Linked DNA regions of Macaca mulatta: region 2 is linked to region 1. The links are chromatin contacts, called in public Hi-C maps. All regions are on one chromosome and are shown on one strand. The core of a region is the stretch at or near the end of the contact, and the rest is flanking DNA. Distances in the headings are between cores, read along the strand shown.

Region 1 (7,086 bases), core at 2,327-4,826:
CTGGAATAGTATATGGATAGGATGATTATGCTCATAAGCATGCCAGCAGCAATGGTTAGGGCTCACATACTGTAACCTTTGCTCAGGTGAAGCTTTTATTTTTATTATTACTTTTTATGTTGAAGTTTCCTTAACTGTTAACTGGGGATAATAATAGGCCCTACCTCACAGAGCTTTCACTAGAATTAAATGTATGATATGTAAGACACGAAGAATGGTGTAAGCAGTGCTGGGCATGGTGACTCACACCTATCATCCTAGTGCTTTGGGAGACCAAGGCAGGAGGATGGCTTGAGGCCAGGAGTCTGAGACCAGCCTGGGCAACAACACTACAAGACCCTGTCTCTAAAAATAAAAAATAAAAAAAATCATGGGGCGTGGTGGCCCGTGCCTGTCGTCCCAGCTACTCAGGAGGCTGAGGTGGGAGGACTGCTTGAATTCAGGAGTTTGAGGCTGCAGTGAGCTGTGATCTCACCACTGCACTCCAGCCTTTGTGACAGAGCAAGACACTGTCTCCTAAAAAAAAAGTTATTATCTAATGTCACCCTACTTCAAGCACCCAAGAGGCAAACCTGACCTGTCAGTTCCTCAAATACCATCACTGGGTTCTATTACCGCATCGGCTCTTCTGCTGCACGGACTGCCCAGTGCCAGTCTCACAATTCGGTCCTTACCCACTGATGTGGTTTGGATTTGTGTCCCCGCCCAAATCTCATGTTGAATTGGAGGGGCGGCCTGGTGGGAAGTGACTGGATCATGGGGGTGGATTCCGTCATGCTGTTCTTGTGATAGTGAGTGCATTCTCACAAGATATGATGGTTGAAAAGTGTGTGGCACTTCCCCCTTCTCTCTTTGTCTCTCCTGCTCTACCATGGTAAGATGTGTGTGCTACCCCTTCACCTTTCAGCATGACTGTAAGCTTCCTGAGGCCTCCCAGCCATGCTTCCTGTTAAGCTTGTGGAACTGTGAGTCCATTAAACCTCTTTTCCGTATAAATCACACAGTCTCGTTATATCAATGTGAAAACAGACTAATACACCGTATTTTGAGGTCCAGCTCAAACCTTATCAACCCCATACACCTTTTCTTGCTCCCTTTTGTCCCTCAGGAATCCCTTTGCATGAATCTCATACTGTTTGATGTTACGGTTACTGTAACCAAGACGTTAACAAGAGAGAACATAAAAGTACTTTGCATGTTGTAAAGCAAAACACAGATGTGATTTTTTTTTTTTTGAGACAGAATCTTACTCTGTAGCCCAGGCTGGAGTGCAGTGGCACCGTGTCAGCTCACTGCAACCCTCCGTCTTCTGGGTTCAAGCAATTCTCCTGCTTCAGCCTCCCAAGTAGCTGGGATTATAGGTGCCCACTACCACGTCTGGCTAATTTTTACATTTTTAGTAGAGATGGGGTTTCACCATGTTGGTTAGGCTGGTCTTGAACTCCTAACCTCAGGCGATCCACCTGCCTTGGCATCCCAAAGTGCTGGGATTAGAGGCGTGAGACACCGTGCCTGGCCAATGTGATTTTACTGACAATAGTGATACCATCTTATCTCCACCCCAGCACCTCATGTGTGGCATGAGGTCAGGGATCACATCTATTATCTGTTTTTCCCATAGTGCTTTCATTATCAAATTTGTCAGCCTTTTTTTTTTTTTTTTTTTTCCACTTTAGGATGGGTTCTTACTATGTTGACCAGGCTAGTCTGAAACTCCTGGGCTCAAGGAATCCTCCCACCTCAGCCTCCCAAAGTGCTAGTATCACAGGTGTGAGCCGCTGTGCCCCACCAAACATTTTCAATGGATGAGAAAATGATAACTACTGTAGGGTGAGTTGGTTTACTAGGTGGGTTTTCTGTAGAGAGGTCACCGAGGTAATGGAAAGTGTGATGCAGATGTGTTATGGGAAAATGCAGAATATGTTCAGATCATGGCTGTTTTCCATGAGGTCACTTCACAAAGCTCCAAGAAGCCAATGGGTGGGCAAGTCAGGAGGCTGTTCAGCCTCTCTCAAGGCTTTTTGAGCCTTCTTTTCAACTTAAACCAGGTAACTGCTCCAGGCTTTGCTTCCTACTTTCTATTTCAAACCTTCTCTCTCACATCTAGTTTCCTGGTGTCTACATGTGTCAGTTACCATTCTGAGCTGTAGGCAACAGAAACTTTGTCTTACTCAACCTAAAGAAAATGTACTAGAAGTATAGTGGAGGCTCACAGAACAAAAGAAGCCAGACTGCAGGCTTGGAAAAACACTGGAGTTAGGTAGGAGAGTTCTAGAGCCTAGGCATCAGGAGCCACAGCCGCCATTAGGCCAGAGTGAGCCGGTAACTACTCTTCCTAGAAGTTGTGTTCCTTACATCTTTGACTCACCGGCCAAGTCAAAGTCCTAAGGGAGAACATGTGATTGGCCAGGCTGGGTTGCAGGCTCATGCCAGGCTGCAGTGGGAATGGAGGTGGAAGATCTGATCCTTTTGATTTCTGTCCTAGGAAGCAGGCACTATGTCCTATCAGAGCTATACACAGCAAGGTAAAGACGACTCCCTAAAAGGGAAGGAGCTTTCAGGGGGTCACCTTGACTCGAGAAGGGGAACTGGATGCTAATGGCTAAGTGACCAAAAAACAGCTACCACACTATGCTTCTAGGTCTGCGTCTGGATTCTCTCTTCTAGTCTAGCTCACCTGGACGGATGACTCACGTGCACAACTCCCTGTATTGTGACTCTACTTCTCCCCAGGAGGCTGCCCTTCTTTCTTGGTGGCATGTGCTGCTGCCTGAGAGCAAAGGATGTCACACCCCATGGTCCTGGGATGCTGACACCCAGGCCCAGTGCTCTATGCTCATACCTATCTGGAGGAAGGGGAGAGAAGAGACAGAGGTGTATGCTGGGTCTGCGGCCTGGAGCTCAGCACATTGGAAGGTCAGAGCAGAGAGAGAGGTTGCAAAGGAAAGTAAAACAAACTAAGTTAGCCCTGCAGCCATGCTACTCCGTCTCCCACCCACCAGGCACTTAGTGCTAAGGAGAGCAGAGAGGCCTCAGGAAGAGCAATCTCCATTTTAAGCTCTGTTGTCTGATGCCACTATCTGCTAAAGATAGCGTCTATGCGAAAGGAACAATGAAAAGCAAGGGGAAGTTTGGTAGGCAGAGGCATTTCTGAGAAAGTTCTCCGCATTCACCATAATACAAGACAGGAACTGCCTTCTTTCTGTCCGTGGTCTTTGTCATCCTCCTGTGACACCTGGAACTGTGACAGTCATCTTGTGACCACGAGGGAACAAACCTGAGGACAAGAGGCCACTCCCCGAGGATGCCAGAGAAAAAGGGACTCAGATTGGATCCTGGGGATGTTGCTGGGCCATTTCATCAACCAACCTTGGAACCTGGAAAGTCTTCCAGACTTTCTGGTCCATCAGACAATATACTTGATTCCTGTTGAAGATGCTAGTAGTTCTGATTTCTGTTATAACTGAAATCGTCCTACCTGATACAGCTTTCGAGCCACTCTTCTAAGCACTGGGCACAATCTAAGACCTGCTGACATCATCCAACTGTGGAGTGCGAGCCTACAGAGGGAAATTCTTCCCATCCAAAAAAGGAGAAGGCTTTCTGCAGCTGCACAGTGAATGCATGCCTCAGGCCAGCCCTCCTATTCCTTATCCTTTGTCTTTTTTGGACAAGAATCATGTAATTTGGGACCATAGATATTGGGTAATTACTATGGCAATGATTAGGGATTCACTTCAGGAATAAGGAAATATAATTATAGTCCCATTTCAGCTTGTTTCCATGACAACAGGGGCAATTGCAATTGATCAGCAGTTTTCTTCCTAAATAGATTCGTGAGTCTCATTCAAATGAAATGTTAAAGAGCAATTAAATACCCTCATCAAACAAACTAGAATTGCTGGAAGCGACTGGAGTCAGATTATCTGATTTAGAGGCTCATCCAGAACTTGGGTATTCTATCAAAATATATGGTACTTGATAGGCTATAGTGTACCAAATTATCTGTTAATTACAAAAGAAACCGGGTATGTCATATAAATTCAAGGAAGAGGAGGAAAGTTTGGAATCTCAAAGGGAGAATCTTAGAATTGGAAGTCAGAGGGTCATCTACTGCAGTCTGTAAAGTTCAGTCCTGTGTCTATAGCACCTAGGACAAGTGATCCTCTAACTTGCCTCTAAAGTCCACTTCACAGGCTTCCATGCTATTTATTCCACTCCGTTTCCCCATGTGGAGAAAGATCTTTTCATAAACCTCTGTAGCTGTCATTTGAATCAATTTTCCTCTGGTTAATGCTCTGGAAATAGTAGTCATCAATATTCTCTTCATCTCAATACTAATATTAACCTGCTTTTTAAAGTGCTTTATTGCAGATAGCACAATGTCATGTGCATTTTTGTCCTTCTAGTAATCCTGGGAGATGAAGGGGCTAGCTAGGTTAGGGTCACACAGCTCTCGAGTGAAACACCTGGCTTCCCGAGAGGTCCCTAGCTCCTGTTCTGCTGCATTTACAACATATTGTATCTCTAAGAATCGCTATACCTCAGCAGTCCCCAACCTTTTCAGCACCAGGAACCGGTTTTGTGGAAGACAATTTTTTCATGGACAGGGGGTGGGAGGATTGTTTCAGGATGAAACTGTTCCACCTCAGATTATCAGGCATTAAACTCTCATAAAAAGCACGCCACCTAGATCCCTCGCATGCACAGTTCACAATAGGGTTCATGCTCCCATGAGAATCTAATGCCGCTGCTGAGCTGATAGGAGGTGGAGCTCAGGCAGTAACGCCCCCTTGCCTGCCACTTACCTCCTGCTGTGCGGCCTGGTTCCTAACAGGCCACAGACCAGTACTGGTTCACCACCTGGGGGTTGGGGACCCCTGCTATAACTGATTCATCAACCTTCTTTTTCTCTAGACTTCTTCAGCTCAGCTCTGTTGATTTTCCTGCTTAGTCCCTAATTTTTATTTAATTTTTATTTAAATAAAATCCCTAATTTTATTTATTTATTTGCACCTTTTCACCATTCCCTATTCAATTTCAGCACATTCCATGTTCCTAAGGATAGAGGATAAACAATCAAGTATAACAGGTCCTTTCTGACTTCATCCTCTGAAAAGCAGCAAGATCAGGTGAATCAATGCACACAAGGATAAGCCGGGAACCTGAACTTCACTATAATTTCACTGGTGACATGATGTCTCATGACACCAACTGTGGATTCTTCCTTTTCCAGCAGGTCAGAGGGACTGTGATACTCTTTACCAAGGTGGGAAACTGGAGGCCAAATTAGATGAACACTGACTTGTCCAGTGGGAAAAGTCAGTATGGCGAAGAACAATAATCATGCATTCATTCACTGAATAAATGCTTACTGAATAGCTGCTATGTGCCAGGCCCAGCGTTAGAGGCTGGAAATACAATCAATGGCAAGTCACAAGGCTTACTTTTAGGGAAAGGTCAAGGAAGCTGTGAGAACAATGTCAGGGGGAGGGGCCTGATCTAGGCTGAGGGAATCAGAGAAAGCTTGCTCTCCTAAAGAAGGCACATTTGGCCAGGCGCGGTGGCTCAAGCCTGTAATCCCAGCACTTTGGGAGGCCGAGATGGGCGGATCACGAGGTCAGGAGATCGAGAGACGATCCCGGCTAACACGGTGAAACCCCGTCTCTACTAAAAAATACAAAAAAATAGCCGGGCGAGGTGGCGGGCGCCTGTAGTCCCAGCTACTCGGGAGGCTGAGGCAGGAGAATGGCGTAAACCCGGGAGGCGGAGCTTGCAGTGAGCTGAGATCCGGCCACTGCACTCCAGCCTGGGTGACAGAGCAAGACTCCGTCTCAAAAAAAAAAAAAAAAAAAAAAAAAAAAGAAGGCACATTTGTGCAGAAAACTCAAGGATGGAGAGGAATTAGACAAAGGAAGGAGGTGAACATGGGGAATGGGGCTATTCAAGAAAAAAGCACTACCATGTGCAAAATGGGCAGGCTTGGATTGTAGTCACATTTCTAACATTAATAGCACTGTCACCTCTTTGAGCCTGTTTTCCCCATTTATAAAGTGAAGGTATGGGATCAGGACTAAAAATTACCCTAAACCTTTAATATTTTATATTCCCACCAGCAATGTGTGAGGGTTCCAATCCCTACATATCTTCATCAACACTTGTTATTGTCTGTCTTTTTTGGTTGTAGCCTTCCTAATGGGTGTGAAATAGTATCTTGTTTGTGGTTTTGATTTGCACTTCCCTGGTGGCTAATGATGTTGAGCAAGCATGGTTAATGTGTTAATTGATATTTTTATAACTTTTGTGGAGTGATGTCTATTCGAATCCTTTGCTCATTAAAAAAACTGGGAGAGAAGGTCATTTTATTATTGAGTTGTGGGAGTTTCGTTTTTTATTTTTACCTATTCTGAATATGATTTACAAATATTTCCATCCATTCTGTGGATTGTTTTACAACTTTCTTGATTGTATCATTTGTAACACAAAATTTAATTTTGATGTAATCCAACTTTTCTGTTTTTCCATTTGTCGCTTGTGCTTTTGGTACCTAAAAAACCACTGCCTAATTCAAGGTCGTAGAAATTTACTTTTTCTTTTAAGAGTTTTATAATTTTAATTCTTTTTTTTTTTTTTTTGAGATGGAGTCTCGCTCTGTCGCCCAGGCTGGAGTGCAGTGGCCGGATCTCACCTCACTGCAAGCTCCGCCTCCCGGGTTCAGGCCATTCTCCTGCCTCAGCCTCCCGAGTAGCTGGGACTACAGGCACCTGCCACCTCACCCGGCTAGTTTTTTTGTATTTTTTAGTAGAGACGGGGTTTCACCGTGTTAGCCAGGATGGTCTCGATCTCCTGACCCTGTGATCCGCCCATCTCAGCCTCCCAAAGTGCTGGGATTACAGGCTTGAGCCACTGCGCCCGGCTATAATTTTAATTCTTACATATAGGTCTGTGATCCATTTTGAGTTAATTTTTGTATATGATGTAAAAAGGGGTCCAATTTCATTCTTGTCCATGTGGCTACCCAATTGTCTCGGAAATATTTGTTGAAAAACTCTTCTTTGCCCATTGAATTGTCTTAGCACTTACTGA
Region 2 (7,623 bases), core at 1,344-3,843, 65 kb after region 1:
AGATTCTTTCATAACATCTCACATTCCAGAAGCTATATTCAGGGCAATGAAGGTTAAAAGGCACAACACATTACTCTGCAACTACTTGGCAAAATATCAAGAAAGATAGTAAATTTATTTCTCTATGTTATAGCCCAAAATTAATGAGAAGAACAATATCATTATGAAATACAGAATTCTTGTGAGATTCTTCCTGAAATTATCTAAAAGCCTTGGGGACTGAAATTATTTGCAGTCATAGGAAGAAAATTTCTAGGCTGGGCATGGTGGCTCATGACTGTAATTGTAACACTTTGTGGGGCTGAAGCAAGAGAATTGCTTGAGGCCAGGAGTTTGAGGTTACAGTGAGCTATGATCATACCACTGCACTCCAGCCTGGGTGACAGAGAGCCTGCTGAAAGAAAAGAGGGATGGGAAGGGAAGGGAAGGGGGGAGGGGAGGGGAAGGAGGGGAGAAGTAAAGAGAAGGGAAGGGGAAGGGGGGAGAAGGGAAGGAAAGGAGGGAGGGGAGGGGAAGAGAAGGGATGGGGAAGGGAAGGAAGGGGAAGGGAGGGAAAGAAAGCAGGCCAATATTTGGGGAGGCCAAAGCAGGAGGACTGCTTGAGCCCAGGAGTTTGAGACCAGCCTGGATAACAAGTGAGACCCTGTCTCTACTTGAAAAAAAAGAAAGGAAAAAAAAAGAAAAGAAGAAAATTCCTGCATATTCAAGCAGACATTTGTTAGGGATTAAATTGTGTCCCCCCCCCAAAAGATATCTTGAAGTCCTCACCCCTGCTATCTCAGAATGTAACATTATTTGGAGACAGTGTCTTTACAGAAGTAATCAAGTTAAAATGGGGTCATTAGGGTGGCCCTAATCCAATAAGGCTGATGTCCTTGCAGAAAGGGGAAATTTAGAGACAAAGACACACCTAGAGAAAGATAACATAAAGACACAAGGGCAACATCATGTACAAGCCGAGGAACACCTGAGGCTACCAGAAGCCAGGACAGAGGCTGGAAGAAGATTCTCCCTCACAGCCCTCAGAAGGAGCCAACCCTGCCAACACTTTGGTTTTGGATTTCTAGCCTCCATAACTGTGACACGATTGTAAAACAGAAACAAAATGCTAAGTTCCCACAACCAACTGAATGAACCCTTCCTCTTGGCCGAGGGCATTCCAAAGTTAATCTGAAAAACCAATTCAGGCCGCTATAGGAAGTGGTGGTCAAATATGCCTCATTATTTATACCTTCCTCCCTTTGCAATTCAGGCACAGCTTACCAGCATTAACATTAAAACAGAGACTTTAATACTGACAGAAGGGACCCTTTAAGTCTGATAAGAAACATTTACAATCTATTCTCTCTGAAGCCTGCTACCTGGAGGCTCCATCTGCATAATAAGAACTTTGGTCTCCACAACCTCTTATCTTAACCCAGACACTCCCTTCTATTGATTCCAGGTCTTTAAATAAACTCTTTCAACCAGCTGCCAACCAGAAAATCTTTCAATCCACCTAGGACCTGGAAGCCCTCCCCTCTCCCACCCCACCTCCCCCTTCTGGACTGAACCAATGTACATGTTACATGTATTAATTGATATCTTATGTCTCTCTAAAATGTATAAAACCAAGCTGAAGCCCAACCACCTTGGGCAAATGTTGTTAGGACCTTCTGAGGTTGTGTCATGAGTATGTCCTTAACCTTGGCAAAACAAACTTCTAAATTGATTGAGACTTGTCTCAGATACTTCTTGGTTTACGCAATCAATAAGTCTGTTGTTCAAGCCACCTAGTTTGTGGTATTTTGTTAGGGTGGCGTCCCTAGGAAACTCAGACATCTGATGAGAATGACCCCCAGCCAGTGCTACCAGGAATCAATTCCAGGTTTACAGAGGGACCCCTCTGAATGTTAATAAAAATATACAGCTTAGCTTTCTGTAAAAAGTAAAACTGAGAGATTTTCTACTTCAGAATAATTTTCATATTTCTGCAAAGGCCAATTTTAAATGCCGCTTCTCTCCAAATACTACATTACCACTTTTGCCAAACTAGGATATGGAACATAGTCTTTCACACTCACACACAGATACACACACACACACACCCCCCACACAGAGAGTCTAAGCCTCTATTTGGTCTTGAATAGATCGGAAGTTCCTACAGTTACTGGGACTATGATTCCAACCGATGCCTGTCAGTTTAGCAGATGAGACTGGAACAGCTGTATCTTCAATACACAACATTGTCTTAAATAGATGCTCAGAATGAATTACAATTAAATTACAGAGCTGTCAAAAAGGGTTATAATTATAGCATTTATTCACCACATTTACAAGGCCAGACATACACAAAAGGAACAGAAGGCTGAAGAAAAAGAACAAAAAACCCACTCCACATTACTTACCTCAGCAGGAAATCTGGTTGGGGGAGAGAGGAAGACGAGTTAGTTATCATGCAAAGAGCCCATTTCCTGCAACCACACAGCTTTGTGTTTCCAGAGGGTCTCCCATTCCAGAAGTTGGAGGCGCTTTAAGACATCATCTGGTGGCAATGCATTTCTCTTTTACAATTGGAAAAGGTAGGGCCAACAAGGTTGCCATGACTCACCCACAGCTACAGACAAGCAAGGGAGGAGCTGGGACCTGAACCAAGAGCAAGGGCTACTCCCACCAGTGGGCTGAACAAGAAAAGCAAAATCAGGACAGCCAGACCTGGTCCCTTGTTTTGCTCTCATCTATTAAGAGCATATTAATTTACCCTGCAGTTATTTATCATGCAGTTCTTTTAGAAGGCTTGGAAATCATCCTTCAGTTTCTGCTAAAATGACACAAGATAAAAGAGAGGAAGAAAATCCCCAACTGCCATTTATGCTAGTCAATTCTGTTACTAATCAATAATGCATTTAGAACAACCGGAAGAATGGCATAATTCTCTTAGTCACCTTCAACCTCAGCATCCAAAAGATAAATTGAGGATAGTAATACTATTCAGTGAGCAAAATTTTGAATTTAAAAAAAAAAAAAACAAAAAAAAAACCTAACTAGATCACCATCCATGGTTTCAATCAGGCAATCAACAAATATCTATTGTGCTGTCTCTATGTGTGACATTGTGCTAGAGACTGTCAAGGGCATAAACAGGTGACAGACTTAGATTCGTTTCTCAAGAGCTCATAGTCCAGTTGAAGAGACAAGATACAAATAAAGTAAAACAAGGCAGTAAATATGCATTCTGATAAACTGCCAATTCAATCATCATATGCCAATTCTATCATATGCACAAGTGCAATGGACTAAATATTTATGTTGCCCCAGGATTAATATACTGAAATTCTTTTTTTTTTTTTTTTTTTCTTTTTTTGAGAGGGAGTCTCGCTCTGTCGCCCAGGCTGGAGTGCAGTGGCGTGATCTCCGCTCACTGCAAGCTCCACTTCCCAGGTTCACGCCACTCTCCTGCCTCAGCCTCCTGAGTAGCTGGGACTGCAGGCACCCACCACCACGCCCGGCTAACTTTTTTTGTATTTTTAGTAGAGATGGGGTTTCACCATGTTAGCCAGGATGGTCTCGATCTCCTGACCTCGTGATGTGCCCGCCTTGGCCTCCCAAAGTGCTGGAATTACAGGTGTGAGCCACCGCACCCAGCCAATATGCTGAAATTCTAACTGCCAAGGTGATGGTATTAGGAGGTGGGGCCTCCAGGAAATGACTAGGTCATTAGGGCAGTGCTCTCATGAATGGGATTAGTGTCCTTATAAAGACATATGAGCCAGGCACGGTGACTCCAGTGCTTTGGAAGGCTGAGGTGAGAGGATCACTTGAGCTCAGGAGTTCAAGACCAGCCTGGGCAACATAGTAAGACCCCATCTCTACAAAAAATTTTAAAAATTAAAAAAATTAGCTGAGTGTGGTGGTATGTGCTTGTGGTCCTAGCTACTTGGGAGGCTGAGGTGGGAAGAATGCTTGAGCCCAGGAGTTTGAAGTTAGAGTAAGCTATGACTGTGCCACTGCACTCCAGCCTGGGTGAAAGAGCAGTACACTGTCTCTTTTTTTTTTTCTCTTTGAGACGGAGTCTCGCACTGTTGCCCGGGCTGGAGCGCAATGGTGCAATCTCAGCTCACTGCAACCTCTGCCTCGCAGGTTCACATGATTCTCCTGCCTCAGCCTCCCGAGCAGCCAGGATTATAGGTGCACGCCACCACACCCAACTAATTTTTCGTGTTTTTAGTAGAGACAGGGTTTCACTAGGTTGGTCAGACTGGTCTTGAACTCCTGACCTTATGATTTGCCTACTTCAGCCTCCCAAAGTGCTGGGATTATAGGCGTGAGCCACTGTGCTTAAAAAAAAAACTGTTTTATACACACACACACACACACACACACACACACATATAGAGAGAGAGAGAGAGGGAGAAATGGGGGGGGGGGAGAGAGAGAGAGAGAGTCTATGTCTCCAGGTTGGAGTGCAGTGGCACGATATCGGCTCACTGCAACCTCTGCCTCCTGGGTTCCAGCAATTCTCCTGCCTCAGTCTCCCGAGTGGCTGGGACTACAGGCAAGTGCTGCCATGCCCAGCTAATTTTTGCATTTTTAGTGGAGATGGATTTTCATCATGTTGGCCAGGATGGTGTCGATCTCCTGACCTCATAATCTGCCCACCTCGGCCTCCCAAAGTGCTGGGATTACAGGTGTGAGCCACCATGCCCGGCCTATATTTTTTAAATAAAAAAATACATGTGCAGGTTTGTTATTTTTTTTTTAATTACAAAAAAAATCTGAGAGAAACCCCTCACCCCTTTCATGATGTGGACTGACAGTGAGAAGTCAGCCGTCTACAAGGAAGCAGGCCCTCACCAGACACCAAATCGGACAGTGCCTCGATCTTGGATTTTCCAGCCTTTAGAACTGTGAGAAATCAGTTTCTGTTGTTTATAAACCACCCAGGGTGGTATTTTGTTAAAACAGCTGAATGGACTAAGACAAGAAATTCACAGCAAGGAGAAAATTACCTGAGTCTTACCAATCTGTTTCTCATACTTTCTACCCTGAATGTGACTATTCAGCTTTCTTATTATCTTCAGGTTTACTGGATATTTTCCTAAAAATTTATTTCAGTTGGTCATTCAGCTGTTAAACTAGGTTTAGCCTAAAGCTATCTTTACATATTTTAAGTTCAGCCAAAAGGTTTCCCCATAGTAAACTGTAACCCAACTATTTATGTAAACAGAGCATACTACTCTTGTGCTAATCACCAAGTACTGGCCAATCAAAGGTGACCAACTGTTCAAACTGTGTTCAAATAAGGCAAATGCCAAACTGTAACCAATCCAGAAATAAGGCAAACACCGAACTGTGTAACCAATCCAGCTGTTTCCACACCTCACTTCCATTTACTGATGTCACTTTCCTTTTTCTGTCCATAAATCTTCCAAAATGTGGCTGTACTGGAGTCTCTCTGCATGTACTCTGGCCTGGGGATTGGGGGTGTAGGGGCTGGTGAAGTAGAGGTGATCCCTGATTCATGACTTATTCTTTGCTCAATTAAACTTATTTTATTTCATTTTATTTTTGAGATGGAGTTTCACTCTTGTTGCCCAGGCTGGAGTGCAATGGCGCGATCTTGGCTCACTGCAACCTCTGCCTCCTGGGTTCAAGTGATTCTCCTGCCTCAGCCTCCCTGAATAGCTGGGATTACAGGCATACACCACCATGCCTGGCTAATTTTGTATTTTTAGTAACGATGGGGTTTCTCCATGTTGGTCAGGCTGGTCTCAAACCCCTAACCTCAGGTGATCCACCTGCTTCGGCCTCCCAAAGTGCTGGGATTATAGGTGTGACCCACTGCGCCTGGTCTGAATTAAACTCTTTACTTTGTCTAAGGTTTGTCTTTTAACAGATGGTATCTGAAGTGAGATCCAAAGTAGAGCTTACAGAGACCTCCAGGAGTACTGAATGACCAAGAGATTTTACCTGCTAGGCCCATTGTGTCCACTGCTTTCATTCAGCAACTGAGGGCCATGGTAAGTTCTCTCTTGGATTCCAAAGCTCCACAGATTTGTGTTATGAGTTCTCTGAGTTTGTTTGAGCAAATTTCTGATGCAAACTGGATTTGGAAGTGATGACAGAAACTGGGCTGGGTCCAGGATCAGAATGGATCCAATAACTAACTGGCTTGGATCCATTTAGAGGCCTTAGATATCTGACTGGGTCAGAAACTGGTAGTAAATGGCAATATTGCAGGGGTGGCAAACTTAGGCTTTGGAAATTTGCAGGTATTTTTGTGTTCTCCCTACTTTGTTTCTTTTTTTGTGCGTACTTTGGTAGGGAAAAATCATTGGCTAAGTTGATCAAGGGGATATGAGAGCCCAAGCCAACATTCGAGGTAAAAATGAGATCCTTAGTTTCAAAAGAATTAACTACTCCACTGTCCAGCTATGCCAACATTTACATGTGGAAGTGTTACTGGAAAGGGGTCCTGATACAGACCCCAAGAAAGGGTGCTTGCCTCTTGCACAAGAACGAACTCAGGGCATGTCCACAGAGTAAAGTGTAAGTAAGTTTATTAAGAAAGTAGGCCGGGCGTGGTGGCTCAAGCCTGTAATCCCAGCACTTTGGGAGGCCGAGACGGGCGGATCACGAGGTCAGGAGATCGAGACCATCCTGGCTAACATGGTGAAACCCTGTCTCTACTAAAAAATACAAAAAAAAACTAGCCGGGCGAGGTGGCGGGCGCCTGTACTCCCAGCTACTCGGGAGGCTGAGGCAGGAGAATGGCGTAAACCCAGGAGGCGAAGCTTGCAGTGAGCTAAGATCCGGCCACTGCACTCCAGCCTGGGCGACAGAGCGAGACTCCGTCTCAAAAAAAAGAAAAAAAAAAGAAAAAAGAAAGTAAAGGAGTAACTGAATGGCTACTTCATAAACAGAACAGCCCCAACGGCTGCTGGTTGGCTATTTTTATGTTTTTTTCTTGATTATATGCTAACCAATGGGTATTCATGTGTTTTCCAAGAAAGGGATGGGAAATTCCTGGAGCTGCAGGCTCCTCCCTGTTTTAGACTATATAAGGTAACTTCCAGATGTTGTTACTGCATTTGTAAACTATAATGGTGCCAGTGGGAGTGTCTTTTAGCATACTAATGTATTATAATTAGCATATAATGAGCAGTGAGGGTGACCAGAAGTCATTCTCATCGTCATCTTGGTTCTGGCAGGTTTTGTCTGGCTTCTTTACTGTATCCCGTTTCATCAGCAGGGTCTTTGTGACCTGTATCTTGTGCCAACCTCCTAGCTCAGCCTGCAACTAAAAATGCCTAGCCTCCTGGGGATACAGCTCAGCAGGTCTTGATAGTGGCAGGAGGCATTCAAATACCTAGGCAGATTGGGGCAGGTCCCCAGTGATACCCCACCTCCAGGCCAAAACAGTTTAAAGCCTGAAAGCCAAGCTACAAGTCACATCCATGGACCAGACTGACAGCCTGTCTTCCCATTTGGCACACTTTCCTCTAATTAATCCCCATCCTTCCCCTGTTTTACATATACCTATCCTTCCCTAATTGGTGTTTTATACTGTCATGCCCATGTTTAGTTGTGCCTTTGTTTTAACCTTTTTTGCATACTCACAAACCAATTGGCACACACTCGCCA

The links. Hi-C and Micro-C count contacts between places; a contact is called where the count stands out from the background.
Region 2: a contact with region 1 is called in a Hi-C map of fetal cortex germinal zone, with 2.0 times the contacts expected there. The contact joins two enhancer-like sites. A contact is called at or near these places in 2 of 14 Hi-C or Micro-C datasets (fetal cortex germinal zone and fetal cortical plate).

What each region holds. Positions count from the first base shown.
Region 1 is chr5:77,185,240-77,192,325 of T2T-MMU8v2.0, forward strand. All of the region lies in intron 3 of CRACD (capping protein inhibiting regulator of actin dynamics), which reads right to left. Among named protein-coding and RNA genes, the nearest start is that of AASDH, 93 kb to the left of the region's middle. Within about 2 kb of position 3,577, at least 6 of the 40 cell types and tissues checked have an H3K27ac peak or open chromatin away from gene starts, as enhancers often do. A contact at or near this core is called in fetal cortex germinal zone, where this site is marked.
Region 2 is chr5:77,251,573-77,259,195 of T2T-MMU8v2.0, forward strand. All of the region lies in intron 2 of CRACD (capping protein inhibiting regulator of actin dynamics), which reads right to left. Among named protein-coding and RNA genes, the nearest start is that of AASDH, 160 kb to the left of the region's middle. Within about 2 kb of position 2,594, at least 6 of the 40 cell types and tissues checked have an H3K27ac peak or open chromatin away from gene starts, as enhancers often do. A contact at or near this core is called in fetal cortex germinal zone, where this site is marked.